Regions from separate parts of the Mus musculus genome. Here all the other regions are linked to region 7. Evidence: chromatin contacts called from public HiChIP or PLAC-seq and promoter capture Hi-C data. All regions are on one chromosome and are shown on one strand. The core of a region is the stretch at or near the end of the contact, and the rest is flanking DNA. Distances in the headings are between cores, read along the strand shown.

The links. Promoter capture Hi-C pulls out the DNA fragments that hold promoters and counts their contacts. HiChIP or PLAC-seq counts read pairs in DNA pulled down with a chosen protein or histone mark.
Region 1: a contact with region 7 is called in an H3K4me3 HiChIP or PLAC-seq map of bone marrow-derived macrophages, with 14 times the contacts expected there. The contact joins the enhancer-like site here to the promoter of Fastkd2 in region 7. A contact is called at or near these places in 25 of 39 promoter capture datasets (the 3T3-L1 cell line, 3T3-L1-derived adipocytes, the C10 cell line and 16 more), 2 of 15 datasets of contacts at CTCF or cohesin (large pre-B cells and pro-B cells), 14 of 484 Hi-C or Micro-C datasets (B cells, the C10 cell line, CD4 T cells and 11 more), 39 of 115 datasets of contacts at active chromatin or transcription factors (the 230-238 cell line, DN3 thymocytes, the NIH/3T3 cell line and 27 more) and 5 of 9 other capture datasets (adipose tissue, embryonic stem cells, liver and 2 more).
Region 2: a contact with region 7 is called in a promoter capture Hi-C map of pre-B cells, with 5 times the contacts expected there. The contact joins the enhancer-like site here to the promoter of Fastkd2 in region 7. A contact is called at or near these places in 14 of 39 promoter capture datasets (the 3T3-L1 cell line, 3T3-L1-derived adipocytes, the C10 cell line and 10 more), 2 of 484 Hi-C or Micro-C datasets (LSK cells and Th1 cells), 8 of 115 datasets of contacts at active chromatin or transcription factors (the NIH/3T3 cell line, bone marrow-derived macrophages, embryonic stem cells and 4 more) and 4 of 9 other capture datasets (adipose tissue, embryonic stem cells, liver and 1 more).
Region 3: an H3K4me3 HiChIP or PLAC-seq map of bone marrow-derived macrophages shows a contact between it and region 7, with 9 times the contacts expected there. The contact joins the enhancer-like site here to the promoter of Fastkd2 in region 7. A contact is called at or near these places in 14 of 39 promoter capture datasets (the 3T3-L1 cell line, the HPC-7 cell line, HPC-7-derived erythroid cells and 9 more), 1 of 484 Hi-C or Micro-C datasets (cerebellum), 14 of 115 datasets of contacts at active chromatin or transcription factors (the NIH/3T3 cell line, the SCID.adh cell line, acute myeloid leukemia and 10 more) and 2 of 9 other capture datasets (adipose tissue and macrophages).
Region 4: a contact with region 7 is called in a promoter capture Hi-C map of liver, with 4 times the contacts expected there. The contact joins the enhancer-like site here to the promoter of Fastkd2 in region 7. A contact is called at or near these places in 11 of 39 promoter capture datasets (the 3T3-L1 cell line, the C10 cell line, the HPC-7 cell line and 7 more), 1 of 484 Hi-C or Micro-C datasets (bone marrow-derived macrophages), 8 of 115 datasets of contacts at active chromatin or transcription factors (bone marrow-derived macrophages, cardiomyocytes, embryonic limb bud and 4 more) and 2 of 9 other capture datasets (adipose tissue and bone marrow-derived macrophages).
Region 5: an H3K4me3 HiChIP or PLAC-seq map of embryonic basal ganglia shows a contact between it and region 7, with 6 times the contacts expected there. The contact joins the enhancer-like site here to the promoter of Fastkd2 in region 7. A contact is called at or near these places in 6 of 39 promoter capture datasets (the C10 cell line, the HPC-7 cell line, cranial neural crest and 3 more), 6 of 115 datasets of contacts at active chromatin or transcription factors (bone marrow-derived macrophages, embryonic basal ganglia, embryonic stem cells and 1 more) and 2 of 9 other capture datasets (liver and macrophages).
Region 6: an H3K4me3 HiChIP or PLAC-seq map of embryonic stem cells shows a contact between it and region 7, with 5 times the contacts expected there. The contact joins the enhancer-like site here to the promoter of Fastkd2 in region 7. A contact is called at or near these places in 13 of 39 promoter capture datasets (the 3T3-L1 cell line, 3T3-L1-derived adipocytes, the C10 cell line and 9 more), 4 of 484 Hi-C or Micro-C datasets (cardiomyocytes, cerebellum, cortical neurons and 1 more), 12 of 115 datasets of contacts at active chromatin or transcription factors (the SCID.adh cell line, acute myeloid leukemia, bone marrow-derived macrophages and 7 more) and 4 of 9 other capture datasets (adipose tissue, embryonic stem cells, macrophages and 1 more).

The regions. Positions count from the first base shown.
Region 1 is chr1:64,443,829-64,447,518 of GRCm38.p6, reverse strand. No RefSeq gene overlaps it. Among named protein-coding and RNA genes, the nearest start is that of Gm36148, 71 kb to the left of the region's middle. Within about 2 kb of position 1,293, at least 161 of the 459 cell types and tissues checked have an H3K27ac peak or open chromatin away from gene starts, as enhancers often do. A contact at or near this core is called in the 230-238 cell line, DN3 thymocytes, the MNK3 cell line and 23 more, where this site is marked.
Region 2 is chr1:64,303,565-64,307,356 of GRCm38.p6, reverse strand. No RefSeq gene overlaps it. Among named protein-coding and RNA genes, the nearest start is that of Gm35803, 26 kb to the right of the region's middle. Within about 2 kb of position 1,651, at least 230 of the 459 cell types and tissues checked have an H3K27ac peak or open chromatin away from gene starts, as enhancers often do. A contact at or near this core is called in 3T3-L1-derived adipocytes, the HPC-7 cell line, LSK cells and 13 more, where this site is marked.
Region 3 is chr1:64,550,238-64,553,825 of GRCm38.p6, reverse strand. Creb1 (cAMP responsive element binding protein 1) reads right to left here. Exons shown (of 9, transcript NM_009952.2): 2 at 2,856-2,977. The coding sequence starts at 2,969. Among named protein-coding and RNA genes, the nearest start is that of Creb1, 19 kb to the right of the region's middle. Within about 2 kb of position 1,720, at least 28 of the 459 cell types and tissues checked have an H3K27ac peak or open chromatin away from gene starts, as enhancers often do. A contact at or near this core is called in the NIH/3T3 cell line, bone marrow-derived macrophages and trophoblast stem cells, where this site is marked.
Region 4 is chr1:64,372,001-64,376,008 of GRCm38.p6, reverse strand. No RefSeq gene overlaps it. Among named protein-coding and RNA genes, the nearest start is that of Gm35803, 95 kb to the right of the region's middle. Within about 2 kb of position 1,833, at least 34 of the 459 cell types and tissues checked have an H3K27ac peak or open chromatin away from gene starts, as enhancers often do. A contact at or near this core is called in adipose tissue, bone marrow-derived macrophages and liver, where this site is marked.
Region 5 is chr1:64,407,809-64,411,817 of GRCm38.p6, reverse strand. No RefSeq gene overlaps it. Among named protein-coding and RNA genes, the nearest start is that of Gm36148, 110 kb to the left of the region's middle. Within about 2 kb of position 2,442, at least 23 of the 459 cell types and tissues checked have an H3K27ac peak or open chromatin away from gene starts, as enhancers often do. A contact at or near this core is called in embryonic basal ganglia, where this site is marked.
Region 6 is chr1:64,576,719-64,580,573 of GRCm38.p6, reverse strand. The region is part of intron 8 of Creb1 (cAMP responsive element binding protein 1); the gene reads right to left. Among named protein-coding and RNA genes, the nearest start is that of Mettl21a, 39 kb to the left of the region's middle. Within about 2 kb of position 1,858, at least 4 of the 459 cell types and tissues checked have an H3K27ac peak or open chromatin away from gene starts, as enhancers often do. A contact at or near this core is called in embryonic stem cells, where this site is marked.
Region 7 is chr1:63,728,461-63,732,544 of GRCm38.p6, reverse strand. It overlaps Fastkd2 (FAST kinase domains 2), which reads right to left and starts at 1,920. Exons shown (of 12, transcript NM_172422.3): 1 at 1,854-1,920; 2 at 324-1,145. The coding sequence starts at 1,058. It overlaps Mdh1b (malate dehydrogenase 1B, NAD (soluble)), which reads left to right and starts at 2,227. Exons shown (of 11, transcript NM_029696.4): 1 at 2,227-2,274. The coding sequence starts at 2,253.

The DNA of each region.
Region 1 (3,690 bases), core at 44-2,543, 720 kb before region 7:
CCCAGCCAGAAGAATATATCCCACACACAGGCAACAGCTTTTGGGATATGAACCACTCAACAAAGAACATACAGGGGCTGGACCTACACCTCCCTGTACATATGTAGCAGATGTGTAGCTTGGTCTTCATAAAGGTTCCTGCTTTTTATATGGGTTCTGGAGGTTGAATTCTGGCATTCTTGCTTGTCTCTCTGGTAAGCAATTTCCCAGTCTGAGCTGTCTCCCCAGGTGAAGCCCTTAGGCAGTCCAGTGCAGTGGACAGATGCAGGCCGGTGGCTGGCTGCCTTCTGAGGTAAGGCAGGTGTTACTACACTGCTCTTCTTTAGGGAACAGGAAGCAATACCAGCATTTACTTCATATGGTTCTTAGTGGGCCTGCTGTCTAGAAAGTGCACAATATAAATATTGCAGGGAGAGTGCTTTTCTTAAATTGAGAGGTAGACATTTAAAAATCTGGAGAACTTATATAAAAGCCTAACTTATATAAAAGTCACATGGCCAGTTTCTTTATTCACATTACTTGTCTGGTCCCTAGGGCCAGTTCTAGGCTCTTCTTCCCTTCCCCACTGGCTCCTCCCCATCTGAAGCCAAGGACAGTGAAGCCTGAGAGGTGGTGCGCAAGAACAGCTGTGGGTAGAAGTCAGCTGAACTCTTCCCCACCGCAAACTGTATAACAGGACTGACCGCTCTGGGTCCTAAGGACTCTGCAGATTCTCTTATCTGAGCAACGCAAAGCCCTTGGTACCACATTTTAATCTAATTTGTTTCTTTTGTCAGATTTCATCTTCAGGGAGAAGTCTTTGAGGGGCCGGGAGGGGCCATGTCCTATGGGACATTTGGTTTCATTCATTCCTAGGTGGCAGGTTGAAAGGGCAGGGCTGTTAAACTGTGAAGGACAGCTGCAGCCTGATGGGCAACAGGGGAAGGCCCTGGGGATCTCTCTCTCTCTCTCCCTCCCTCCCTCCCTCCCCCCTCCCTCCCTCCCTCCCTCCCTCCCTCCCTCCCTCCCTCCCTCCCTCCCTCCCTCCCTCCCTTTCCTCCTTTCTTAGCTCTGTCTGTCTTCCTATCCAGATACGTGAAGGCTTTTCTTATTTTCATTTTCAATCTAGAGAAGAAATCCGATTTCTGAGAAGGGTTCCAAATGTTATTTCCTCCTCACAGTAGGAGTCTCAGGAGAAAGCTTTGTGCCTAAGGGAGCCAGGAGAGCTTCGAAGCTTTCACCCACGTCTGGTGTTACCAAAGGAGGCTTGGATCGAGGGCTGCAGAGGCTGCGCTTGTTCCAAGTGCTCTCGTGGGGGCAGCAGCCGCTCAGAATGGCGCGGCCCTGTCACTGCCTATCTGCTCATTGAGAGGCAGAGCACATCAGAGGGCCTCTGCGAGGACACTTTGCAGACTATAAATCGGGGATGGAGGAGAGGCTTAATTAAATCAGTCCTGAGGTCACAGGAAGGGAAAGCCCCCTTCTCCCTCCCAGACTTGACCTGTTTCACGTAGCGTGGCAGCCAGAGAACCTCAAAATGTGTTAGCAGGAGTAATGTAAATGTGCTCAGAGGAGCCGGTTCCCAGCCCCATTGTAAGGAGAGAAATCCCATCTAGTCTGCAGACAAGGGAAGATTCTGACCTTCCAATTTAATCCTGTGAACTAAAACCAGAAGAAGACAGCCAGCGAGGCCAAATCGCTGTGTCGGATTGTGATGTTTTAGTACAGGCTTTCTTAAAACATCTTATTTCTAAAGATTCTTGTTATTTGAAGGGACTCTGGGCGGTGTGAGTGAATCCTCCGCCAGAACTGGGTGCAAAGGGTAAGCCATTGGCTGACACCTGTTTATGAGCGAGGCAGCCAGTTAGGACCTAGGGTCTCAAACAGGGTACCAGCCAAGAGGAGCCTGTCAGAAAGGAAAACATGGCTGCCAAGGACGAAGGGAACAGGCTATCGTGGCCTCTGGGCCTTCAGCCCGCTGTGCTGTGCAGGAAGGCTTGGCACACATCAATGGGTCTGCTCTAGTCTTCTCTCCGTGGCTCATGAGTTTGGGGAGTCACTGAGCACACCATGTCTGTCTGTCAACTGCCACTTCGGGTCACCCCTCTCTCTCTAGCCCTCCCCAAGTGTAAAGATAGGATGAGGTGACAGGAGGAAAGCCAGCAGAACATAAATATGGAGACGTCGTCCTTGGATGTGTGATCTTGGCTACATTTGGGACAAACAAACTAGAAGTACCTTTAACTTAGCCCAGCTGGTGTCCATGGTCCTTGAAACTGCAAGAGTGGCTGTATGGCCCACCCTAGGGCACATGGTCCCATGCGTGTCACCAGGTGACAGGAGTCTAGGCCTCTGAATCATCACCCAACCCACCATGTCCATAACTTATGGATCGCCTTCACTTTTCATTCATAATTTTCCTGTGATGCTCTATCCAGCAATTCACCCATACCAATACCATTAGTCTGTCACGTCTGTTAGCGAGATCCATTCTTAACTTAGCATGATACAGTGTGTGTGTGTGTGTGTGTGTGTGTGTGTGTGTGTGTGTGAGAGAGAGAGTAGTGAGTGTGTATGAGTATGTGTGATTGTGTCTGTATGAGAGTGTGTGAATATATGTGAGAGTGTGTGAGTATATGTGAGAGTGTGTGTGTGATTTTTTTCCCCCTTTCTGGAACTTGATGTATTTTCACTGTTCTCCAGTTTCCTTCAAATCAAAGAGGGCCAGAAAGACTAGGCAGTCGAACCATTCCCTCCTCCTTCTAGGAAGGTAGATCAGGGCAGGGAGAGGCTTTATGAAGGAATTAGAGAGGGGAGGGGAGGGGAGGTAAGGTAGAGGACAGAGTGGGGAGGTGAGGAAGGAGGCAGGAGAGAAGGAGAGGGAAAAGTAGGGAGGGAGGGAGAGAGAGAGAGAGCCCTCCCCCACCAATGCTAACACATTAATTGAGCCTGTGCAGATAGTGTGCACACAGTACAAGTGCCCCAGTCTTCTGGGACACCCAGTGCAGGCGTCACTGAGCTCTGACCTTACTCAAGCTTTGGCCCATTTCCATTTCCTGAAGTTCTTTTCTTCCTTAATAAACTCTCTCAGTTTCTATCCTCATCCGTGTATCCCTGATCCAACTCCTTTATCCAGGACACAGGGACCTTGGAAGTCCCAGCAGGTGCTGTCCGGATACCAATACACACCTGAAGCAGCTGTCTTTATCACTATGATGTCTCTAATGGACAGCAAACACGTGAGCAGGTTAGGAGTGGAGAAAGGTGTGTCCTAGGGGCCCTTGTGGGGCAGCGTTAGGGGGCAGGGCTTCACCTCCCATTGAGGAGTGGGTGAACTAGGCCTTTGACTTGGCAGTCAGTCTTCCAGCTGGCTAAGCCTTAGTTATCTCCACTGCAAAAGTCAAGCATCAGACTTGTCTGGCACTAAGGCTGGCTCCGGGGCACTCTAAACTCATGAGCTAAGATACAGCAGTCCACAATTTGAAAATCCGGTAGCATGCTTTTAAAGTTAATTTATGTAAACTACACAACAACAGCAACATTCTTCCTGTGATCCATATATTTATACCCCATTACCAATGCCATTATATATGAATAACTTATTAGATCCAATTTAAAAAAACAGCTAAGGGGAGAAGGATGAAGCGGGCAATGATTCTCCCAGGCTCATTCTGGTAAGCCAGCCATTTGCTTATCTCTTCAGGACTCAGG
Region 2 (3,792 bases), core at 402-2,901, 580 kb before region 7:
CTATAAAACCATCTATAGAACGGGGCACACATGCTTCTCAAGAGCGCATGCTCCAAGGCATTTACTATTTTCCTTTTATTTATGTTTTATATCTGCATTAAATGTACACTTCCAGTTTCTGTTATTTGATAAAAATAAGTCCTACAGCTATTCCTTGGGCCAGTTCTTCCTGCTCATAGTTTAAGCTTCTGTCAGCAGAGAAGCAGCAGTCTCTGCAATTAGTTGATGCTGATTCTAGTGGCTTCCAAGAAAAGACTTGTTGGATTTGGGGACTTATTCTAATAATCTGAGAATCTTTGCCTTTTTATGTTGAATTCTCCCATTTAATTAAAATATAACTGTCCTAATTATTCAAATTATATCTCTCAACAAATGTTTTTAATCTTTTACTACATTTGCCTTTAGTTTGTATGTATTTTTGCTTCTTAATACTTCATTAGCTTTTCTTTGGCATTTTATTATCTACCTTGGCTTTGCTGTAATATACAAATACTATTGGGTTTTTTTTTTTACGTATTTTTCTTATTTCAAGCCATTTTATCACTTTGTTAGTAAAATGTTTTAGTTCATAATTTTAGTTTTCTCAGAGGTATACTTGTGTGATTTTCAAGTACTTGGGAACTTTTGTTTACAGAGTTTATCCCCTGTGCTTCTCAACTTACTGATTCAGAACTCAACTTACTGATTCTAGAACAATAACTGTCCACAACGACTTTTTAGTTTGATTCCTACACGTGAATGTTTAGCCATTAAGCCAAGTCTTTATTTTTATCCATCTTTATCATAATGAGTGGGCATCCTTCAATAACTAGTGAAACATTTCCTATATGTTTAGGGAACAATGTTGATTTCTTCAGGTATTGTCCCTGTTACCATCACAGAGGCCCATGACTGTCGAATCAGTGAATACTTTGTGAATGGTTTTGTCTTGGAAGTCAGTCGGTGACACCATGCATTCTAACACCCGAGGGCCAAGATAGTGGGTCAACGAAGAAACAGTTGTAATAGTGGCAATCCCTTTGGGCATATTCTCCTGCAGAGCTTTGAACCACCATTTAAAGTAATGGTAGCGGACACACTAGTTGATAAAACTAAGGATAGAGGACATTGAAGACGGCAGCATGGTATATAGGAGTAAAAAGCCGTGCCTTACTCTGAAACTGGAAGTTAGAAAATTGTCAAAGATGGTGGGTTTCTATGGTCACCTCCTGGCTCTCAATCCCCATGTCACAGGTTCCCACTCAGAGCCTGCACAGAAAAAGAAAAAAAAAAAAAAAGAAAAAAAAGAAAAAAAACCCCAACTTTGGACCAAAGGCTGAGAGTGAAATTTCAGGGTCACAGGACTTGCATTTTGAGATGCCAAACCCAGAAATACCCCGTAAAATGAAGACGGATGCACTGAAGAACACCAGTGTCTACACTAGGGGCTCGCTGCCTTGCAGCTGCCCAGTTGACCTTTCACCAGGGTGTTTAAATGGGGGGAAAAAAAGAGCAGCGCTTTCCTCTTCCTCGGGCAGCTCAGAATAGCTGCTTCCTTTCGTATAAACAAGTCGTATCTCTGGGAATTTCTAAAGCTGAATAGTGTCTGCTCAGAAGCCATGACTCATGACTCACGCTGTTTCCTGGCAGGCTTCACAAATGCAAAAACACCTCTCCGAGCAAAGACTCTGACAAGAGTGGTCACATGAAGCCGCAGAGTCCTTCATTTTAAACACAGGAAAACAAGAGTCGAGGGAAACTGCCAGTACTCTTCTTGGGAAGCAGGCCTCATCAGGCAGAAAGTTCCCCCATTGGCTCAGCTGGTGTCGTGGCTGTCCCCCCATTGGCTCAGCTGGCTTCTGTGGCTGTCAGGCAGGCCCACTTGGAACCTTGTCCAGGCCTGTGGCTTTAGACCCTCCATCACTGTCTGCCCTCTATGTTTGGAACTTACCGAGCTCAGCTTCCCCTGGATTCTGAGGGGTAAAGGTTGTCTGAGGTGGGGCTCCCCAGGGAAATTACCAAGGGGTCACAGTGCTGGAGCTTGGGACCTTCTTCTTTGCTTCTGGCAGGAACTCTGAAGCAAAACAGTCTTCTTGCTGCAATTTCTCTTCCTCTAGGCTTCTCCTCCCAGATCCCATCTGGTCCCCTCTTTAGGGCCACTTAACTTTTCTCTTGTTTCCAAACAGTCAAGAAACAAAGAGGAAAACTGCTTATTGGCTTCTCTTAGTTCAAGAGTATAACAACCTCTGTGTGTGTGTGTGTGTGTGTGTGTGTGTGTGTGTGTGTGTGTGTGTTTGGGGGGGGTCTCTGTTTATGTGTTTATATGGTCTCTGAGTGTGGTTTCTCTCTCTCTCTCTCTCTCTCTCTCTCTCTCTCTCTCTCTCTCTCTCTCTCTCTCTCGTTTCTTTGCTTATGCATTTGTGTGGTCTGTATGCGTCTTCTCTGTTTATGTGTATGTGTTTATAAGGTCCCCTACACCTGTGTGTAATTGAGTATATGAACAACAGGGCAAAGTCTCTGCTTTCATGTTGAAAGAAAAAGATTGAAAACCTATAGGCAAACAAGGACATTGCTTTATTTACACCTATCTCTTAGCTTTCTACAGATAACAGTACAAAAGACTGGTTTGCATACAGCTCTGTGATTGGGGTGTAGTTTAACCCCTTGGTCCACAGTGCAGCTGGGTATCAGTTCTACTAGAACCAGAATACTAGCACTGGAGATAATGGGATATAAGTGCCAGGTCAGCTGATATATCAGATGATAAATATTTCACATTTCCCAGTCATTACGACCTGAACGTTTTCAGCATCAGGTTGCTTCAAAACAAAACAGTCACACAAAGCTGGAACTAAGGCTGGGATCAGGTTGGAACCAAGTCTTGTTCTCGGTTGACTCTGCCAGAGAACTGGTCTGGGGGAGGAGGACAGGATACAGAGGGAACAGGAGAGGGCAGAGCTTGCAGGGGACTCTGAGTTTATTGCACTGGCAGGATTTACTGGTTTCATTTCACCCTCAGATCGCTATGGTGGCCCACTGGAGACTTGGAGTGCAACACTGAAGATTTTCATTGTAAGAGTTTCATGTGCCCGGAGCACATGGACCCAGACAGTCGGTTACTCCTTTGGTGACTGGTGGGAAGTGGGGGTGGTGATCTTTGTTACAGACCTCATGGCTTAGAAGATGAAGGCAGTCCCTTTGTGACTTAGAAAATACCAGGTTATGTTGAAATACCTGTCACAGGGCTGTCTGTGCATCGTGTGTATTCTGTCTGCACAAAGCCTGTGCAACTGGGGTGAATAAACAAACGCTATGGAATAGTTGATGACTTGACTTATAAAGAGCAAAGATGGGTTACTTGTCAACATCTGGGGGATGAGTGCAATCTCAAATAGTATGATTTTAGGTAAAATTTATTCCATAAATAGTTTTTTTTCTTAAATAAAATAAAGCCATTTCCTATATGTCAACTTTGGGCTGGTGAGATGGCTCAGCTGGTAAGAGCACTGACTGCTCTTCCAGAAGGTCCTGAGTTCAAATCCCAGCAACCACATGGTGGCTCACAACCATCCATAATAAGACCTGATGCCCTCTTCTGGTTTATCTGAAGACAGCTACAGTGTACTTAGATATAATAATAAATAAATCTTTGGGCTGGAGTGAGAGGGGCCAGAGCAAGATAAATAAATAAATAAATAAATAAATAAATAAATAAATAAATAGTCAACTTCACCATATTGCATATTTTACATAATTTTTAAAGTTTGAGTTCAGAGTATGCATTTTTGTAACTGTACTCCCTTTATTAAAAAA
Region 3 (3,588 bases), core at 471-2,970, 820 kb before region 7:
TTCAAGATCCAAGGTACTAAAAGTTAAGACAACCACTGTCCTGCAGTTAAGTTCTTGGCTTGGAGCTACTATATACACAAAGCTTTCAAAGTAGCTTCTTCGTCATTTTATATCTGCCTACGATTCACTTAATGTTGAGACACGAGCCCAGGGCTTTACAAGTGCTAAGTACATGCTCTACCATTAAGCTACAATCCTATCTCCTAGTCTTCCTCTACTTTAATCCTGAGCAGACATTCACAGAGTATTAAGAATCTGGTGAAAGCCTCTACTAGGAAAGATGGACACTAAAACAAATGGAAATGAAGATGAAGAGTTATGTGGCCATGTGAGAAATAGAAACTCAAAATAAGTACCGAATAAGGCGAAAACCACACCGTAAACAAACCCCTTTTCCTGAAAATAAACAGAATACTTATAAAACACAGGATACTATGAAAATACCAGCCGGGTGTGGTGGCACACGCCTTTAATCCCAGCACTCGAGAGGCAAAGGCAGGCGGATTTCTGAGTTCGAGGTCAGCCTGGTCTACACAAAGTGAGTTCCAGGACAGCCAGGGCTATACAAAGAAACCCTGTCTCGAAAAACAAAAACAACAAAAACAAAACAAAACAAAGCAAAAAGAAAATACCAAAAGACTACCCAGGGAACAAACATAACACTCTTGGAAACATGATAGCAATTCATCAGTCAGGGGCTGGAGAGATGGCTCAGTGGTTAAGAGCAGTAGCTGCACTCCCAGAGGTCCTGAGTTCAATTCCCAGTAACAAGATGGCTCATAATCATCTATAATGAGATCTGGTGCCCTCTCTGTGCTGCAGGGATATGTGCAGGCAGAATGCTGTATATGTTATAAATCTAAAACAACAAAACAAAACACAAAACACAAAAAACAGTTGCACAGCTTCTTAAAAGAAACAAAACAAACCCATGTTTTGTAAATGAACTGTTTATTTAAAAAAAAAAATTCAGCAGGCAGGATGGAGTGAATACATTCCTAGGAAGTAGAGCAAAAAGTGAAAAATTGCAAGGAAAATATAAGGAAATGGAAGAAACAAACAAAAACGTACCACCACAAAACCAGTCACAGAAGCGTAACATCTGGGTCACAAGGATTCTGACAATGAAAAACAAAACCACCAACAACTAATTGAAAGAAATTTCCTAAAACAGAGGGTGTGAGTTTCCATCCTCCACAAGAAAAAAAATGAACATTCATTGTGAGGAGATCTAAGGTATTTTATAACATGTGAGATATAAGAAATTAAGTCTTCTAAAAATTTGTAAGCAACACTAAGTGGACCATAGAAAACTTCCAAAGAAAGTATCTTACCAAGAATTTTTATCTCAGTTAATCTTTTATTCTCAAAATTATGCTACCTACATGTTCTACTTCATCAAGAATACAAATTCCCAAAGAAAAAATAATGAGAGCAAAAAGAATTTCCAAGATGACTCTATAAAGTCAACTCAGGGAACAACCAAGCTGGATAGAATATGGTAACCAGAATAGACAACATGCTGAAGGCTGTCTTCATCAAGGAGACTGCTCAGCTAAATGGTCAGATGTGCCCCAATTTCTCCATGCCTGTTTTACTAAGCCTATTAAGTGCTACCTCATCTGATATATCTTATCTCCAAGCATATGTGGTGTTGTCTTACTCGTGAGATCTGCAGGGAAGCCCTGTTCTTAGGAGGAAGGACAGTCAGCTTGCTTACTCTGACTATTTGGCCTGGAGCTCCAGTATCTGACTCATTCCCACCCTCACCCCAGCCGTGGTTAACCCTGTATTTCCCAGGACTTATTCTAATTAGCCACTTCCAATGGAGATTTTTAACTCCTGGAGAAACTGAAGATAAGCAAAGCAAAGCTTTGCCAGGATTATTTTTCTTTGGGAGCCTTCACTTTAAAAACACACAGGCGTGGTACTACGCACCTTTAATCCAGAGGAAGGTGGATCTCTGAGGTGGAGGCCACTCAGGGCTACACAGTGACATTCTGTGTCCAAAAATCAGAGAAGGAAATACCACATTCTTACCCTAGCAGGTTTAACACTTATTTGGTTCTTATATTAAGCACTGTTTCCACTAATATTTAAGCAAAGATGTTAATAAAGAAAAACAGATATGAACAATAAAGCAAGCACAGAGATGACAGCCTCAAGGGCAGGACTCTTTCTGAGACAGGGTTTCTCTGTGTAGCCCTGGCTGTCCTGGAACTCACTCTGTAGACCAGGCTGGCCTCGAACTCAGAAATCTGCCTGCATCTGCCTCCCAAGTGCTGGAATTAAAGGTGTGTGCCACCACACCTGGCAAGGGCAGGACTCTTAAAACAAAATCCGACTAACGCATTTAAAATGCACAGGAAAGAACGGCTGTTATCACCTTTAGGACTGAGTTCCACACCGACCTTTGACTCTGCATTTTAGTATTAGAATATATAAATTTAGACTTTCAAATCGTCTGCACCTCAAGGTCCCAAAATAAGCTTGTGTGGTATTTAAAACAAAAATAACAAAAACAAACAAACAAACAAACAAACAAAGAAAAACAAGGCAGTTGTCATCATTGCCTTGAGAGGGCCAATTCATTTATTAACAAAAAAGTAATTATTTCTGAATCATGTCACTACACACATTATATTAATGTTTAATGATACATTTTACTAATATGTTAATTTATCATTACTTTCATTTCTAAACATAAGCTAATGCTAATACTGAACAGGAATTCTGATATTTTAAAGAAAATTTCCACTCATTCTATGTATATGTTTATTAAAAATTAAATTCTCTTGGAAACATATTACTCTTAAAAGAGATACAGCTTGGAATCTCTCCATGTATTTTTATACCTGGGCTAATGTGGCAATCTGTGGCTGGGCTTGAACTGTCATTTGTTGATTTTCAGCTTCTGTTACAGCAGCATCTCCACTCTGCTGGTTGTCTGCTCCAGATTCCATGGTCATTTAGTTACCTACAATAATATGGAAGATCGTTACGAGCACTACAGTGCTTTGTACTTGAGTGACTTTAAAGGCAAACTTCAAGTTATGAATAGGCTATGTGGTGGTTAAGTTAGCAAATGCACTTAAAAATCTAGCTAAAACAGAATGCAGCTGATCTTTTACTCAACTTGCTCAAATCTGATTAGCTATAAATCTTAGTAACTTCAAATAACAAAAACAAACAATGAAGAAATACAAAGTCTTCTCTGTGTGTTTCTTCCTAATAGGAAATGAGGAATGGTCCCTGTCTTGATTGGTCCCTTACTAGCCAGGAGGCCAGAGGAGGCAGCAAAGCTGATTTTCCCAAGCTGCACCAGCCAGGTTCAGAAAGAGTGTAGAAAGCAGGAGTGAAGTCAGGCCTGAGGTCTGGCTTCAGATCCCTCTAGGCATTTCTTCCTATCAGAGCAAGAAGAGCAACTGTAAGCTGCTCCCTAGAAGGTAACTGGTAACAGGACAAATCAAGTAGGGCACAGAGGTAAAAAGGAAAATATATGGCCAGAGCCTAATCAGAGACTTCAAACACTGCGAAGGTCATGGTGTCCTACTCCTCACTCATGGCAGAGTACAACACGATACCTAT
Region 4 (4,008 bases), core at 584-3,083, 640 kb before region 7:
ATGTGCTGTGTGCTTATAATCCTGGGGCTGGGGATCCAGAGGCAGGTGCATCCCTGGGGCTCACTGGATAGCTAGTTTAGGCTAATTGGTGGGTTTCAGGCCAATAAAAGGCTGTATCTCAAAGGAGATAGATACCACCAGAGTTAGTCTTGAGGATACCACCAGAAATGGTCCTTTAGCTCCCATACTCATATGTATAAACATTAATGTGCACAGTTACATATATGCACCCACGACCACATGCTCACCTATTCATAACGTATGCCGACTCTCCCCCTCTCTCTCATACACACACACACACAACACACACAATTACATGGACCTTGGCATCATTAACAGAGTCTAACCAATCGAGATCTTCAAAGTTTGAGGTTATGGTAGTGTTAAAATAAAGAACTGAGACATTGCTATATTCCCAGCAGCTATGGCCTGGGAATCTTAAAGTCTGAGAATTCTTGGTTGGATTCAAAGTCCTTGGGCCATCCTTGCTTGATTGGCTTTACGATACCTCCGATTAAGGCAAATTGCCTCCAAAAAGAGTTGGGAGCTTAGTCAGGGTTTCTATTCCTGCACAAACATCATGACCAAGAAGCAAGTTAGGGTGGAAAGGGTTTATTCAGCTTACACTTCCATGCTGCTGTTCATCACCAGGGAAGTCAGGACTGGAACTCAAGCAGGGCAGGGAGCAGGAGCTGATGCAGAGGCCATGGAGGGATGTTCTTTACTGGCTTGCTTCCCCTGGCTTACTCAGCCTGCTCTCTTATAGAACCAAGACTACCAGCCCAGAGATGGCACCACCCACAAGGGGCCTTTCCCCCTTTATCACTAATTGAGAAAATACCCCACAGCTGGATCTCATGGAGACATTTCCTCAACTGAAGCTCCTTTCTCTGTGATAACTCCAGCTGTGTCAAGTTGACACAAAACTAGCCAGTACAGGAGCACAGACCCACAGAGTGGGCTAATGCTGAGAGGCCAGTTTCCACAGGCGAGGAGGACACCGTGAGCTGTTGTCACATAGTTTCTAGAGTCACCCAGAGCTCCACTTCCTGGTGGCGAGAGGTCACAGTTCTGAAAGATGTGCTGCTTGTTGACTCGTTCCGTGCATTTCCGGTGTGGATCTTGTGCCTTTCATTCAAGTTACTGACTCAGCTTAACCCTGCTTAGCTTGCAAGACCTTTCAGGGAAGTCAGAGCACGAGATGCAGTCACTGCAAGTTGTCACACATGATTAAGTAGCCAGAGGGAGTGATTTATGTGGAAAGATTAAAATCCCTAAATATGTATGGCCATGTGCTACTCTGATTGAGTGGGGCTTTGGGTATTTGGAAACTGCCCTGTGGGAAGTCTGCAGATTTCCACAGGGTGGGTGGGTGGGAAGTATTACTTTCAAGGGTTGACAGGCCACGTGGGTGGCAGAAATGTGACTATATGAAAATAGGGTGCTGCTTCCTGCTGGAGCCGAGCAGCTCAGATTCAAACAGGAAATTCTCGGGCATTATTTTGTCAGATTGGCTCTGGAACACTTCACCCGTGAAGGTGATATTCTGTGCCATCCGTTCTGTTCTCATCTCTGACCTTCCTGCTCTGTGGGTGGGGCTTCCTCCCCTTCTTCCCACTGTCTGTCCATGAACACCACTCCCTGCGTGCTTTATTCCTGCTTTGTTACTGACAACATCCTTACTAGCCTTCTTCCACCAGATCAGTCAAATAGACTATGAAGAGCCCTGACTTTGTTAGTCCTGGACTTACTATGTCCTAATCATAATCTTCCAGGTCACTCAGGATGCCACTGACCAAGCCATTAGTAATGGCTGGGATGACTTATGTAAGCAAGGATGTGGGGTCATCAAATAGAGTAAGAAGGCTGAAGCCACAGACAGAAGGACCAGCCTGAGTCACCACATTAAGACTAACGGGAGTGAAAGAGAAGCACTTTAGTAGTCTCACAGCATGGCAACAACCCCCTGGAGATTAGGCTTAAACAACAGAAACATTCTCTCAAGTTGTGGAGTCTGAAAGTCTCAGATCAGCTGCTATCTCATTTGGTTTCTGGCTTACCTTCTCAATATATGATCACATGGCAGAAGAGGAAGCTTTGGTATCTCTTCCCATCTGTGTATAATGTGTGCGCATATGTGTGTGTGTGTGTGTGTGTGTGTGTGTGTGTGTATGTACATGTACACAGGTTGAAGGGAAACTTCAGGTATTGCTTCTGCATCATCTTCTACCTTTTGAGACAAGGTTTCTGATTGGTCTGGAACTTTACCATGGCCAAGTTAGCTGGCCAGAGAGCGAAGAAACCTGCTTCTCTCTGACCCCCATAACTGGACTGAGTTCTGGATTATTTGACCTAAGGTCCTTATGCTTACAAGGCAAGTAAGCACTTTACTGACTGAGCCATCTTCCTGGCCTTTCCTCTTTTTATCAGAGTCTTATTCGCACACTGGAGTCTTATATCCGAGACTATATCTAGGCATAATTACCTCCCAGATTCTATCCCATTGGGACATAAGCTTTAGTATGTGACTCTGAAGCTGCTAGTGGTGGAGGGACCAGAGAGACACAGTTTTTAGTTTATGATGGAATACCTGAGTCCATGTCATGGTTTGTACAACCTGGTTACTTTATCATCAACACACTGAACACAAAGATGTTTTCCTAGCAGTTTTCTCTGAAGAATGAGCCAAAGGTAATGTATCTGTGTTTCTTCCACGCATCAGCAGGCTTCCTGAAGTCTACTGAAACTTGTGCATTCTTTCATTCTTCCCTTGATGGAGCTTGTGCTCCAGCCTGGTGGCACCCATATCATACCATGTCCTATGTCGTCACTGACCCTTTATTTCTAGATTATCTTCATGCTTACTAAGATTGTCTGCCACACTTTGCTTTTCTGATCATATCTACCTTAAAAGTCATCTCCTCTAGGAGGCCCTCTGGGATTGTGTTAAAAGCACCAAAGTGCCTTATATTTATCTGCATGTGGCAGAGAATTCAGTATCATATTTGTTTGAATTTTGTTTGTTTGTTTGTTTTGAGACAGGGTTTCTCTGTATAGCCCTGGCTGTCCTGGAACTCTCTTTGTAGACCAGGCTGGCCTTGAACTCAGAAATCTGCCTGCCTCTGCTCCCGAGTGCTGAGATTAAAGGCGTGCACCACCACGCCCAGCTTGTTTGAATTTTTGCTATCCCTTCTATCCTATGAGCTTTGGTCTATTGTTTTGGGTACATGAGGTCTAGCATACTGTTGACCACAAGGTAGATGATTAGTAAAGTTCAGCAAATTCATATATTTGCAGGATGAATAAGTGGTGGCATACAAGAGGATTCTAGCATGATAGTGTGTGTGTGTGTAAGCATCCATGGGATAAGAAGGCATGGGATCTCAGATGATGGGGCATTTTAAATGTCTATTTTATTGGACAACTGAAAACATGCATATATTTAATCATTTAGCCACAGTTGTTTTAGTTTTTTTTCATTGTTTTATTTTTATTTTTAGCATATATAAGAAATTAATGTAATAAACCAAATACATGGACAATAAATATAAGAATCATATGATCATCTCAATGGAAGCAAAAAAAAAAAAAAGTAAAGAAAAAGTCTTTGATAAGATTCAACATGCCTTCTTAATAAAAGCCCTAGAACAAGTAGGACTGTAGGAAGCATATTTTAGCATAATAAAGGTTATGTATGGCAAACCCATGGCCAATAACATCCTAAATGAATAAAACCATTAATAAGCCTCTTTAACATCAGGAATGGGAGAGGACTGTCCACTGTCCCTACTGCTCATCCATAATGTAATTGAAGCATTAGCTGGAGCAATAAGGCAAGAGAAGGGATACAAATGAAAAAATATTAAGCCAAATTATTCTCAATTGAAGACTATATTATCTTATATCCAATGTTCCCAAAATTTGACTAGAAAAATTGTCGAAATTATCAATAATTTCAGCAAAGTGTTATGATACACAATTGACTTACAAAATTTACCAGTCTTACTA
Region 5 (4,009 bases), core at 1,193-3,692, 680 kb before region 7:
CAAACAAAATGCCATATTCAGATGCCTTTAGGACATCCATTAAAACAGCCAAAAAGGAGGCTGTGGTATTTATCAAGTCAGGAAAATCGTGCCTAATAACGGTGAGTTTTTTTATGCCATTAACAAATGAGCAGACCTGTCAGGAGAATGTTCAACATAAGGTAACATCAAACTTGCTGAAATAACTTACTCACTGCGGGACTCCCATCTGTGAAGTCACTGGGGAGGTGGCTGCCTCTGTGTGATTCCCCAGATTTGTCAGTTAAATTAGATGCCCAAAGGCAAAACCGACTGACAGGGGCATTATGGGACAGTCCTGGAGGATTCAGAATCCATACTCCTCCAAGGAGGTCCCATGCACAGTTTCATTCATGCTGACGCTAAGGGTCCTATCACATTTGAAAGAAAGTGATAAGTCAGCACCCCCACCCCCACCCCACGACTCGCAGTAGCACCGTGCCTGGAGAGTTCTTGACTGAACCAAGGAAGGCCTGCATCTGTCTGAGATGCTGGTGAGACTGAGCTTGTTTCCTCATGACAGACCGGTCTGAAAATAAGAGTAAAGAGCAAAGCTACAGCAAATCTTTGTCTTGTTCTTCTTGGTGTCTGTAAGAAGCACTTGCTGAATTTATCCTGATTGATTTATCACTATTTCTGTCTCATTGTTCTCCTGTCCCTCAGCCCCACCATTCTACACTAGAGAACCTTCAAAAGACCCTCCCAGTGGCATGAGGATGTCTTGCATAAGATCATGTGGAAGACAAACTGAATCATCACTGAGTGTTTCCCCTAAACATTTTTTTTTCTCCTATGAATACCAGTTTGAAGTCCTTGGGCCAAGTTGGTAGGTCTCCCTTTTTTCTTCTTTTATAATAAGTGCCATCTGATGAAGGTCTTTAAAGCTTGATGAACTAAGACTTTTGGTAAGTCCATGTCATTGGCCCCCAGACCTAACGATAGAGGTTTCCGGATCGCAGTAATGATGGGAAGTTGAGTGACCTTGAGGGCTAAGACCAAGCTCCAGTGAAGATTAAAGGTTGACTGAACTATGTTTTTCTTTAGGCTCCTCTGGGATAAGGGGTGGGGGAGGGGGAGGGTAAAATGGAAGCATCATATTTTGGAGGCGACAAGAAATCCTCATAATGGAATTGGGAAATGGGATAAGGAAGAAGAGGAGGCTAACAAAGATTACATTACCCAGATGTTCTTATTCATTCTTCCTAGACTCTCTGGGAGAGAGGGTAAGACACAAGTCAGGGGCTGGAGAGGTGGCTCAGTGTTTAAGAGCACTTACTGTACCTCTAGAGGCCCTGTGTTCAATTTTTAGCACCCATATGGTAGCTCACATTATCTGTAACTCCAGTTCTAGGGGATCATGTATGGCACCAGGCATATACATGGTACACATAAATGTGCATGCAGGCAAAATACCCATGCCCATAAAATAAAATAAATAAGTCTTTAAAAGTCCAAAACAAAACCCATACATAGCTCAGGCTTATTCCAACTCAGAGGTGAGAAAGAAGAAATGTTTGTTTGTTTTTTTCTTTTGTGAGACAGAGTCTTTGTACATTTCTGAGGCTAACCTAAGACTCAAGTAGTACAGGCTCACCTTGAAGATCCTCTTGCTTCAGTGTCCTGAGTGCTGCAATTATAGGTATGTATCACCACACCTGGCTGGAGCTGGGCTATTTGGTTGCACAATCCCTCTGCCTGCTGCAGAACATCCATCCATCCATCCGAAGTGGGCTCTCGTAGTCAGAGAAGCAGCAGAGCCAAGAACCATAGGTATTCACAGTTAGCATGCTTTCTTGCTTAAGGAGGAGTGGGAGGGGAGGGGACACTGCCCTAACCTGTTACAGTGGGAGAGTGGGAGGTGGAGTAGCCAGCCGGTCAGATGTGCAAAGAAGCCATCTTTCAGGGTTTCCCTCTTAGTGTGTTAATAAAGAGTATCTCCAGGCAAGAGAAAACAGTGGGAAGCCAGCAAGTGGGAACTTTAGAACAGCCAGTTTTTCTATAAATTCTGCAAGTTAACTGGTAGCTACCCTTGGTGTGGTTTGAGAATTTTTTTTTTTTTAATTTTTATCTTTTGCAAGAGCAGAGGTACCTGATCGACAGATAGCCTCAAAGAAATCTGATTGCACAATACACTTTGAAATTATCTGTTGTGGACTCTTTCTTTTCTCTTTCTCTCTTTTTTTTTTTTTTTTCTTCACAAACCCAAGAATCCTTTAGCTAATTCTTTTCCCAGTGAAGGAGCCAATCAATGTTCTTTCAGGGGAGAAAATTACTAGAGAGCCTAGTATGTGTTTTGATGCCCTAATGAGGCACTATGAATTATCCAACCCAAACCAATTAAGTCTCAGCCCAGCTAGAAGGCTACAGAGGAGATGAGGAGACAGCATGCATTTAGGGCAGAATTAACGGCTTCCATAGCCTGGAAACAGGCTTGGGGGGAAGCCAGACCTTGGAGGAGCTCTGCTGTCCTGAGAGTTGGCAGCCAAAATGTGTTCTAGCCCAACATGAATGCTGACACATTTGCTTCTTTGGCCTTAAATTTTTTAAAATGTCTGTAAAACATAAAATATGTTTTGAACATTACATAAGACTATTAAGAGAGAGCAGATCTTGAGAACATGGTATGTCAGAGACAATAAAATAAGTGAAATGAACTGCTACTGACTGGAGACTTGACCTTGGGCCAGTTGCTCAGTCCTTTCATGTCAATCAAATAGGAAATTATAGCTCAATAATGTGGTTTTGGATTGCAGCTCAATAAGCAAGCTCTAATCTCTTGGTTATGCCTTACTGTACCACGGGAAACCAAGCGCTTATTTTCATTTTAATGGGATCTCTTCCAGTGGGCTGTGACTTTCTGAGGCATGCAGCACAATGCTTGGCTTGGTGTAGGAACTCAGGAACATTGAATAGATTGTAGAGCGAATAGTTATTCATATACTATAAGCCCAGAGGTAGCTGAATATGTGCACTATCAGCCCAAAGAACTGCCTAAATGCAATGGATTCTATTGACTTTTTATACAGTACGTGTATGATATGAAAATATATAAAAAGGGCAGGGGAGTTGGCTCAGTCAGTAAACTGTTTGCTGTGCAAGCTGGAGGGCCTTTTTGGATGTCAGAATTCAAGGTAAGAAAGGCCAGGTACATGGGTGTACAGCTCGAATCCCAAAGTGGGAGGGAGGCACAGTCCCTGAGGCTTGCTGGCCAGCCAGACTAGAAGAATCAGCAAGCTCCATTGTCTCGAAATATAAAGCAGAGTGACTACTGATGTTGACCATGTTCATATACACAAAACTACATAAAGTGATTGGTGCAGATTATGGAGAAAGGACAGCAGATTTGAACTGGTGAGGCTTGTGTGTGATGAGAACCACAACACAGGCTCTGGAGTCAGGTAGTACAAGGCTGGAGTCTTGGCTCTGCTCTCTCGTTAGGGAGCTTTATGTACTTGGCTGTAAGTTACTTCCCTTTCCTGGTCTTCAGCTGCTTCTTTTGGATTTTGTAATTTTCAGCAAAGACCATATAACCTAGAAACCTCCAAGAAGCTTTGAGAAACTGTGTGAGTGTAGCAGCACTCAGCCAAAGCTGGCCACTGGCATCCAAAAGTCTAGAGTGACGTGCAAAAGTTCTCTATCAAGTTCTCTTTAGGTCTCTTATGCCAGCTTTTGATGAATATCCAAGCAACATTTTATTTCACATACCCCTTTCCTGCCTTTATGATCCACCCCTCTATGTCCTGGCTCCATTTGCAATATACAAGGTTTTTTTTTGTTGTTTGTTTGTTTGTTTTTGTTTTGTTTTGTTTTCGAGACAGGGTTTCTCTGTGTAGCCCTGGCTGTCCTGGGACTCACTCTGTAGACCAGGCTGGCCTCGAACTCAGAAATCCACCTGCCTCTGCCTCTCTGCCTCTGCCTCTGCCTCTGCCTCTGCCTCTGCCTCTGCCTCTGCCTCTGCCTCTGCCTCTGCCTCTGCCTCTGCCTCTGCCTC
Region 6 (3,855 bases), core at 609-3,108, 850 kb before region 7:
CCCTGCCTTCATGCACAGTAAATGATGAAGTTAATACTGCGTCAGTATCCATCAGAGCAAACACTGGTTTTGTATGAATTCCCAGGGAACTGCCCTGCAGTTCATGACCTTTCTTTGTTCATGTTTGTTTTTTTAAAGCATAGATTCTGAAGCCCATTTATATGTCAACAATACATAATAAAATAGTATCTTTTTGCTTTGTACGCTGAATATTAGATACATATATTTGATTATACACTTAAAGAGAAACAAAATTTATTTGAAATGAATTTTACTTAACCTCATTTATCCTAAAGTATTATCATTTTAATGCACAGTTAATATAAAATTATTTGGATATTGTACTCTTTTATTTTGTCCCAATTGTGGAAATCTGGTGTGTGCTGATACACAGCTGTTAGTTGGGGCCAGCAACAGTATATATCCTCACAGCAGGCAAACTAAGGATGGCCATCTTGGACAGCGTGGTTTTTCATCTACTCCTGGGACACTTGAAGATGTAAAATATCATTTTACAATGTGACTTTCCTCCCTGAAAATTCATAAATAAAATACTAGTTGACTTCCTAAATGGAAGATCTTGTTTTTAAATTTTATGTACACTATTTATCCTTTTGATGATGTTTCCAAGCAAAAATAAACCATCTGAGAAGATTATGATTAAAAAAAAAAAATGACCTGCCTTCCTAACCTGGTGTGGTTTGGAGGTAGTGACAGTAGTAGAGTGGCCTATGGTTTCAATGGAGTGTTCCTGAAAAGGCTTGGCTATGAATAAAAGCAATGTTGTGAGTTATGAGGACCTTCGCCTCACTTACGGGTTAATCCATGGATACGTTCACAATTGCATAGGAAGGTATCGGAAAACTTGGGAGATAGAACTTAGCTGAAGAGAAGTGGGTCAATAAGTTATGCCCTTGAAGACTAGGCCATAATTTCCAATCACTTAAAAACAACTTACATTCACTCATTCCTATCAGTGTGGTCTAAGCTTGTGTAATGTGCAGGTCTGTACAGGTACATATGCTTGTGGAAACCAGAGGTCGATGAGTGTTGTCTATCATTCCTACATTACCAACCTTTTACATTTACTTATTTTTGTGTGTCCAGGGAAGATAACTAGGGGGAACACACACACACTCACACTCACACACACACACACACACACACACCCCAAAGCACACAGAAGGGGAACAGAGGACAATTTTGGAGAGTTACTTTCTTTCCATTGTGTGAGATCCACTACCAGTCTCTCCAGACATGTTTTTCTTTCTCTGCCTCTAGTCTGCTAAAACGTGAGCCACTCTGTTCCACTGCAGGCTCCTGGCCATGATGTTCTGCCTCACCATGAGACCAAAATCAATGGTGCCCAGTAACCATGGAGTGCTGAAACTGAGCGTCTTTTAAAACTTTTCTTCTTTAAGTTGGTTTCTCGGGGATTCTGTCAGAGTGACTTTCAGAACACTGAGAAGTGGAGAAAAAGCAGCATTGTGCCTACTGGTAAACCTAACAAGTGTTTATAAGCAGGCAATGCTCTGGGCAGCTAAGAAGGTGTAATATGAGTAGGCTTGGCTGGCACAGGTTGTAATCTCAGCTACTCAGGAAGCTGAGACAGAAAGACTGGAAAAAGTAGCCTGGCTCTTTTTTATTGAAACTAAGCTTTGCTTCAGGATTCCAGAGATGAGGTAGGGATGGGTAATGTGCCACCGGATCTCAGAGTGAATTCAGATCAACCTGGGTAACAGCAACACCCTGTCTGGAAGTTTTAAAAATTGTAAAAAGGCTGGGTTGAGTCTAAATCAGTGGTAGGGCGCCTGTCTACTATGAACAGGCCCTCAGGACAATCCCCAGTACTGCAAGGAAGGGAGGAAGAAAGGAGCTGGTGCTGCCCCTGCACATGGTCCCACACCTCTCTGAGGTTCTCTGTAAGAGATGAGCCTTCACTCTACAGAGCCAAAGTATGCAGCCATGATTTCAAGTCCTTAAAAAACATTCTGATTACTCTGTCCCCTTAGAATTGTTTCTTTAGTAAGTGCTGCTGTCTGAAATTTTACAATTAGATCTTTACTTGAGACATCTTAAACACCATTCTTTCTTATTTTAGAAAAGGTCAACTATTTCTTAACAAATACTTTAAAACTGAACAGATTAATGTGTAACTTAATTCGTATTTCCAAATAACATTTAAATAAGAGTTAGGCAGTACATTTCTATTATATCTTAACTACTTATAGTTGTTTGGTGTTGTGTCCGGCCAGCAGATCACAACATGGGTTCTAGCCTGGAAAGGCATTTTGGAAACCTGGAAGAGAAGAGGACTAGGTGGCGAGATAAAGAAATGCAGCTAAGACAGGCATTCTGATCAAAGTTCTATTTTACTGTTCTACACGCAGTTATGAAGCAGGGGAAGGGGGCCCGATTCCCGCCAATTAGTCTTGGGGTCAAATAGCAGGGTGACCACGTGCACGGCTCCAAACAGCAAAGCCGCAGGTCCAGCAGTGGGCGTGGCAGAACGATTGAGTGGGAAGCTCCACCCCTGAGCAAGCAGGTTTCAGGCTGGGGGAGGGGAGACTACAGTTTGGTGCACAATAAAGGTCACAGGGCTTCTTTTCAAGATTCCCTTACTATCTCAGAATGGGTTTCTCCTTTTTCATAGCTAGATATAATTTACTAAGACTGTGACAGTTAAGACTATTTCAGGAACAATGATGCTGACCTACCAAAAATAAAATTGTTGGAAGAGAAGGAGCAGTAGAGATGCCATGTGCTGTCTTACCTGACCCTGAGAGCCAAGCTTTGGGTGCAAGGAGAGATCTTATTTTACTCAAAGGTAGAAACCCAAGTTTAGGAAATTAATGTATTCTTCCAGAGTCATAGCTAAAGGGTGAATGCAGGAATTGAAGTTAGATCTGCTAAGTTCAATTTCTGTCTCATTTACTTTATCATAGTTCTTACACTCTTGGGGTAAAAAGAAGAATTTAAATAGTTTACATCTCTATACACCTTGATTCTCTTTTAGTTTTCACCTCCCTCCCCCATTATAGCCCCTTGATGTTTACTCACATGTTTTATGTGTGTGCAGGCTATCTTCCCTAATGTTGCTTTTTCGCTTACTCTTGAGTCATGGTTTCTTCAACCCAGAGCTTACAGACAAGCTTACCCTGAAAACCCCACCTGTGCCATCAGAGGAATTACAGGGCCCTACCAAGAATTTTATATGGGTTCTGGGGATCTGAACTCCAGTGTTCTTGCTTGGATGGTGAACACATTAACCAACGATGGCCTCCTCAGACCATTTGTTTTGTTTTGTTTTGATCATTTCCACATTAATAACTTCCTTTTTTTTAAGATGGCAAAAACATTTGAAAGCAAATAAATTTCTAAGAAAGGCTTTACCTGTGTTTTATAGCTTCTCTTCTGTACCACTTTAACTTCTTAAGACTAACATTAACTGTGCATTAAGGCTTTGTCGGGAATACCATACTTTTTAGAATTTCTCTGTTTTAAAAGTGTTTGGATGTTAAGTTATTACTGAGTAAAGAAAGCCCCTGCCCCTAAGGCCAGGCCCAAGGTTGTGATTCCAGCACTCACTCCCAGAGGCGGGAGGATAAGAGCTCCAGGCAACTTTGGCCCACACAGCAAGACTCTGACCCCAAACAAAGAACAAGGCAGGTGGCTGACCAACCCCTCTCACTCTAGTTCCAAGAGATCTAATGCATTCTTCTGCCCTTTGTGGTATGAATGTGGTACATATACATACATGTAGGCATTGACACATATGCATAAAACATGCATAAATAAATCTGTAAGTGTATAAAAATGCAAAAGAAAGTATTCATTAAAACAAAAATGGCTACT
Region 7 (4,084 bases), core at 671-3,170:
TAATTCTACTAATAGGATTAAGGTTATGTAAAAAAACAAACAAACAAAAAATCCGCTAGTTTACCTCCCATCCATTCTCCCTTCAACTACTCAACCTTTCTCTGCATCTCTCTTCATTTCCACTTAACCCTAGAGAAGGTCGGTGGGGCAGGTTTTCACAAATTTCCAAAGCAAAAGAAATGATCTAACTTAAGATCTCCTAGCCATTAAAACATACATTCTGCTGATAGTCTTTTAAGGAAGCTATACACACCTACATCCCCTGAGCTCCTTCAAACCATGTTAAACGCAGTACAGCCACACTTAAGTCTCTTTGGACTTACCTGAATCGTCCTCAGCAAAGTCTGTACCATAAGAGTGTTCTGAGGGATTCCCAGCTTCACTATAGCATTAAGGCTGAACAAGAGGTGGTCATAGTGCATAATCTTGGCTTCTCTCATCATCTGCTCACACAGCTGGTTAAAGGCAGGGTGACTGAACATCAGCTGTCTCTCAAAGCGCCTCTTGTCTTCAGATATCCTTTTGGCAATTATCCACATTGCTAAGAAATAGTTACTACCAGGAAATGTAGGTGCTTTTGAAAATGTGTCCAGCACATCACTCAGAGAGTTACACTCCTGGGCTAGCTTTTTATAATTCACAGGGGTTGGTCTTACTTTCTTGGTGAACACATCTTCACTGGAGGTATGATGAAAGTTTATTTTCTTTAAATCATGATCAGATGTCCCATCAGAGACAAAAGAATGTTTTGCATCAAAGGACAGTCTTCTAGGACAAAGCAGCCTATCAGGTTTAAAAACGGCTGAATGGCTTATGCCTTTAGTTTGAATACAACCATCTACTGATTTAGAAATAAATATATCCTGAAAGAGGTATCTAACAGATGGTTGCAATCCCTCATCAAAAACATTTAGCCGATGGTTTCTTGGGTTCCATTTTGAATGAATAACCTCTGGTCTGCAAGTTCCCAATGGATCTATCCTCAAAGCTCTGCTTCTTGGAAGTAACGTACTGAATCGTCGGATGGTCCATAACAAGGAACGTGCTTTGCTATTCATTCTGCTATCTATTGGCACACTTTCAAATACCCAAGATGCAACGCAAGTTGCCGTCTTTCTAAAAAAGAGCACATGCTGTGGACTGTCCTGTAGAGGATAGGTAAATAAAAGAAATAATGGTTAAAAACTGTTGCTTAAATAAGGGAAATGCATCTAACAGGGGCTTGCATGGGCACCGACGAGCCGCTAGAGTTTTATATTAAAATGGAACATGTCCTCGGTATGCTTCCTCCACGTTTATTTCATCTTTGTAAAAGTACCCAGGTCAATCACTTTAGCAGTTGTGGATAAAGTAGTTTCAATCAGTCAATCAATAAATGTGGATAAAGTAGCATAGATAGGTAGGTAAACTGAGAGATAGAAATAGACAGCTAGAAAGATAGATAAGACAGACAGAAAGATAGATAAGAATGTCTTGTGTAGGTGTTCAATATCGGCTAAGGAGAACTTTGTTAACACTACTTTGGAGGCCTTCACTGAAAACTGTATCATTGATGGACACTTCAGATCATCTTGCATTGGCCAAAAGCGAACTGTTAAGAAAACGTACTCGGACAGGTCGGTCTTGGTTAGGGACGGAATTAAAGAAAAAAAGCGATGTCCTTCCCGCCTGAGAATCTACAATCAGCCAGGTTCATCAAGATCCCGGAACCGGAGTCGGTGTCTTTCCGCAAATGGGCCGCCCAGCACTGCCCTAAACTTAAGACCCAGGCCACTTCCCAAACTTTTCTCCCCTAGGTAAAAAGACAAGTACGATCCGGCCCGCGATTCCGCTTCTGCTTGCCATCCACTCACCTTCGAACAGAACCCCGTGACTACACATAGGCGCAGCCATGACAGTTCCTCCTCAAGCGGCGCGTCTGGTGACGTATTACGGATTCTTTTATAAGTCAAAAAGCATCGGTTCTCAGCGACCGCGGAGGCCATGTGCAAATAGGGAGGAAAACCTTCCAGAAAGAATAGTTTCTATTCTCTGATGAAAAGATAGAAGCGAGAGCCTTAGGAAAACACGGAGCTTATAAAGTTCATCTATTGTTGTTTATGGAAACTCAAAACATTCAAATAGTGACTTTGAACTTTTAGCCCCTGGCGGTGCAGCCTCTTTTGAACGCGCCTGCGCCAGTTTTAGTACCCGCCGCGGTTGCCAGGAAACCGTGACGCCACGGTCCCAGTTTCTAGGTCTTGCTAGAAATCATGGCCAAATTTGTGATCGCGGGTGAGTGCTTCTCTAGTAAGCCCACAGATCTCTTCCCATGGGTGGTCAGCCTTGTTAACTGGCTTCTGTTCTTCAGCCCCATCCTTTAGAAGGATCATCTCAGGCTTTCTAGGCATTCATTTAAAGACGCTTGATACACAGTGGCAATGTGTCAAAGTCAGATGAGCAATGGGGACACGTTGGGGAAAATTCCCACCTCTGCCCTTGGCCAGTTTTAATTCCCACAAAACGTATAAGGGGTACAAAACGTATAAGGAATTCCTCTGATCTGCTGTGACTAATGTAATGATGGACAACTGCACAGGCCTCGGCGGGGTTGGCGGGAAAAGGAGCATAAGGAATGGATGGAGAGAAGGAAATAACTAAGCTATTAAAGAAACCAACCTCCAGATAAAGGCAAAGAGCTAGAAGATCTGTAGTCTAATGGAGGACCTGGATGTGGGAATGTCGCAGGGCCTGGGTTAGAATTACAAAATATAAACTAGATATTTAGTTTAAACAACAACAACAACAAAAGTTTGTACTAAATCTTGAACAAAATTTAACGAATTTAGGTAAAAATAATGTCAAAGTGTCAATTCGTCTACATTTTTAATGTAGACCATCTTGACAGCTGGAAGCAACACCACTACTTACTGGAACAGGCTGTTGACTGTATCTGCTTCCTCTTCTTTCACCAAGTATCTTTTTTTTCCTTTTTATTATTATTTTTTATTAGGTATTTATTTCATTTACATTTCTAATGCTATCCCAAAAGTCCCCCACCCACCCACTCCCACTTCTTTCACCAAGTATCTTAAAAGAGCTCCCTACTGTTCTATCCTTCCTTCCACTCAGTCTGGCTTCTCCTTTGGCCTTCCTATACAAACTATTTTGGCCACAATCACTTCTTTATTACACAATTGGAATTTACCATCCCTTTGGAAGTACATCTTTTGCTTCACTATACATTCAGATAAATATTTTTTTTTTTAGCACTAGAAAACGGGATGGTGGGAATACATACAGTAAAAACTTTCAGGACACTTTGTATATAACAGTAACAGGTCAGTGTTCTGGAGGAAACAGTGGTTGTGATGGTTTGTATATTCTTGAGCCAGGGAGTGGCACCATCTGGAGGTGTGACCTGATTGGAGTAGGTGTGCCACTGTGGGTATGGGCTTAAGATCCTCACCCTAGTTGCCTAGGAGTCAGTCTTCCACTAGCAGCCTTTGGATGAAGATGTAGAACTCTCAGCTATGCCTGTACCATGTCTGCTTGGATACTGCCATGTTCCCACCTTGATGATAATGGACTGAACCTTTGAACCTGTAAGCCAGCCCCAATTAAGTGTTGTTTTTATAAGACTTGCCTTGCTCATAGTGTATGTTCACAGCAGTAAAACCCTAAGACAGTGGTATAGGGTCTACCTAGCCAAGGGCTTCCCAGAGGGAAAAGTGATTAAATAGATGCCTGAACAACTACAGTTACCAAGCAGAGAAGACTCGGGAAGAAGCAGAAAAATTTACTGTGGATAATAGGGAGTAGAGCTGGAGTGTGAGTATAAAGATCATATATGGTTGTGAATGGAAACGCAGAGCACTCAGGTAGTATCTTTGAACCCCTAGCTCTTCTGAAAGAGCCTGAGCTGCCCTTGATGGTGCAGTTGCTGGGGAAGCATGAAGCCACGGTCCCAGTATCTAGGTCTTGCTAAAGATCTTGGCCACATTTGACGATAATTGAGAGTGGTTGGTAAGCATACATTTGAAATGAGTTTAACTGGGCTGGAAGAAAGGATGTAAGGGAAGAAAGGATGTAAGCATCCTAGGCT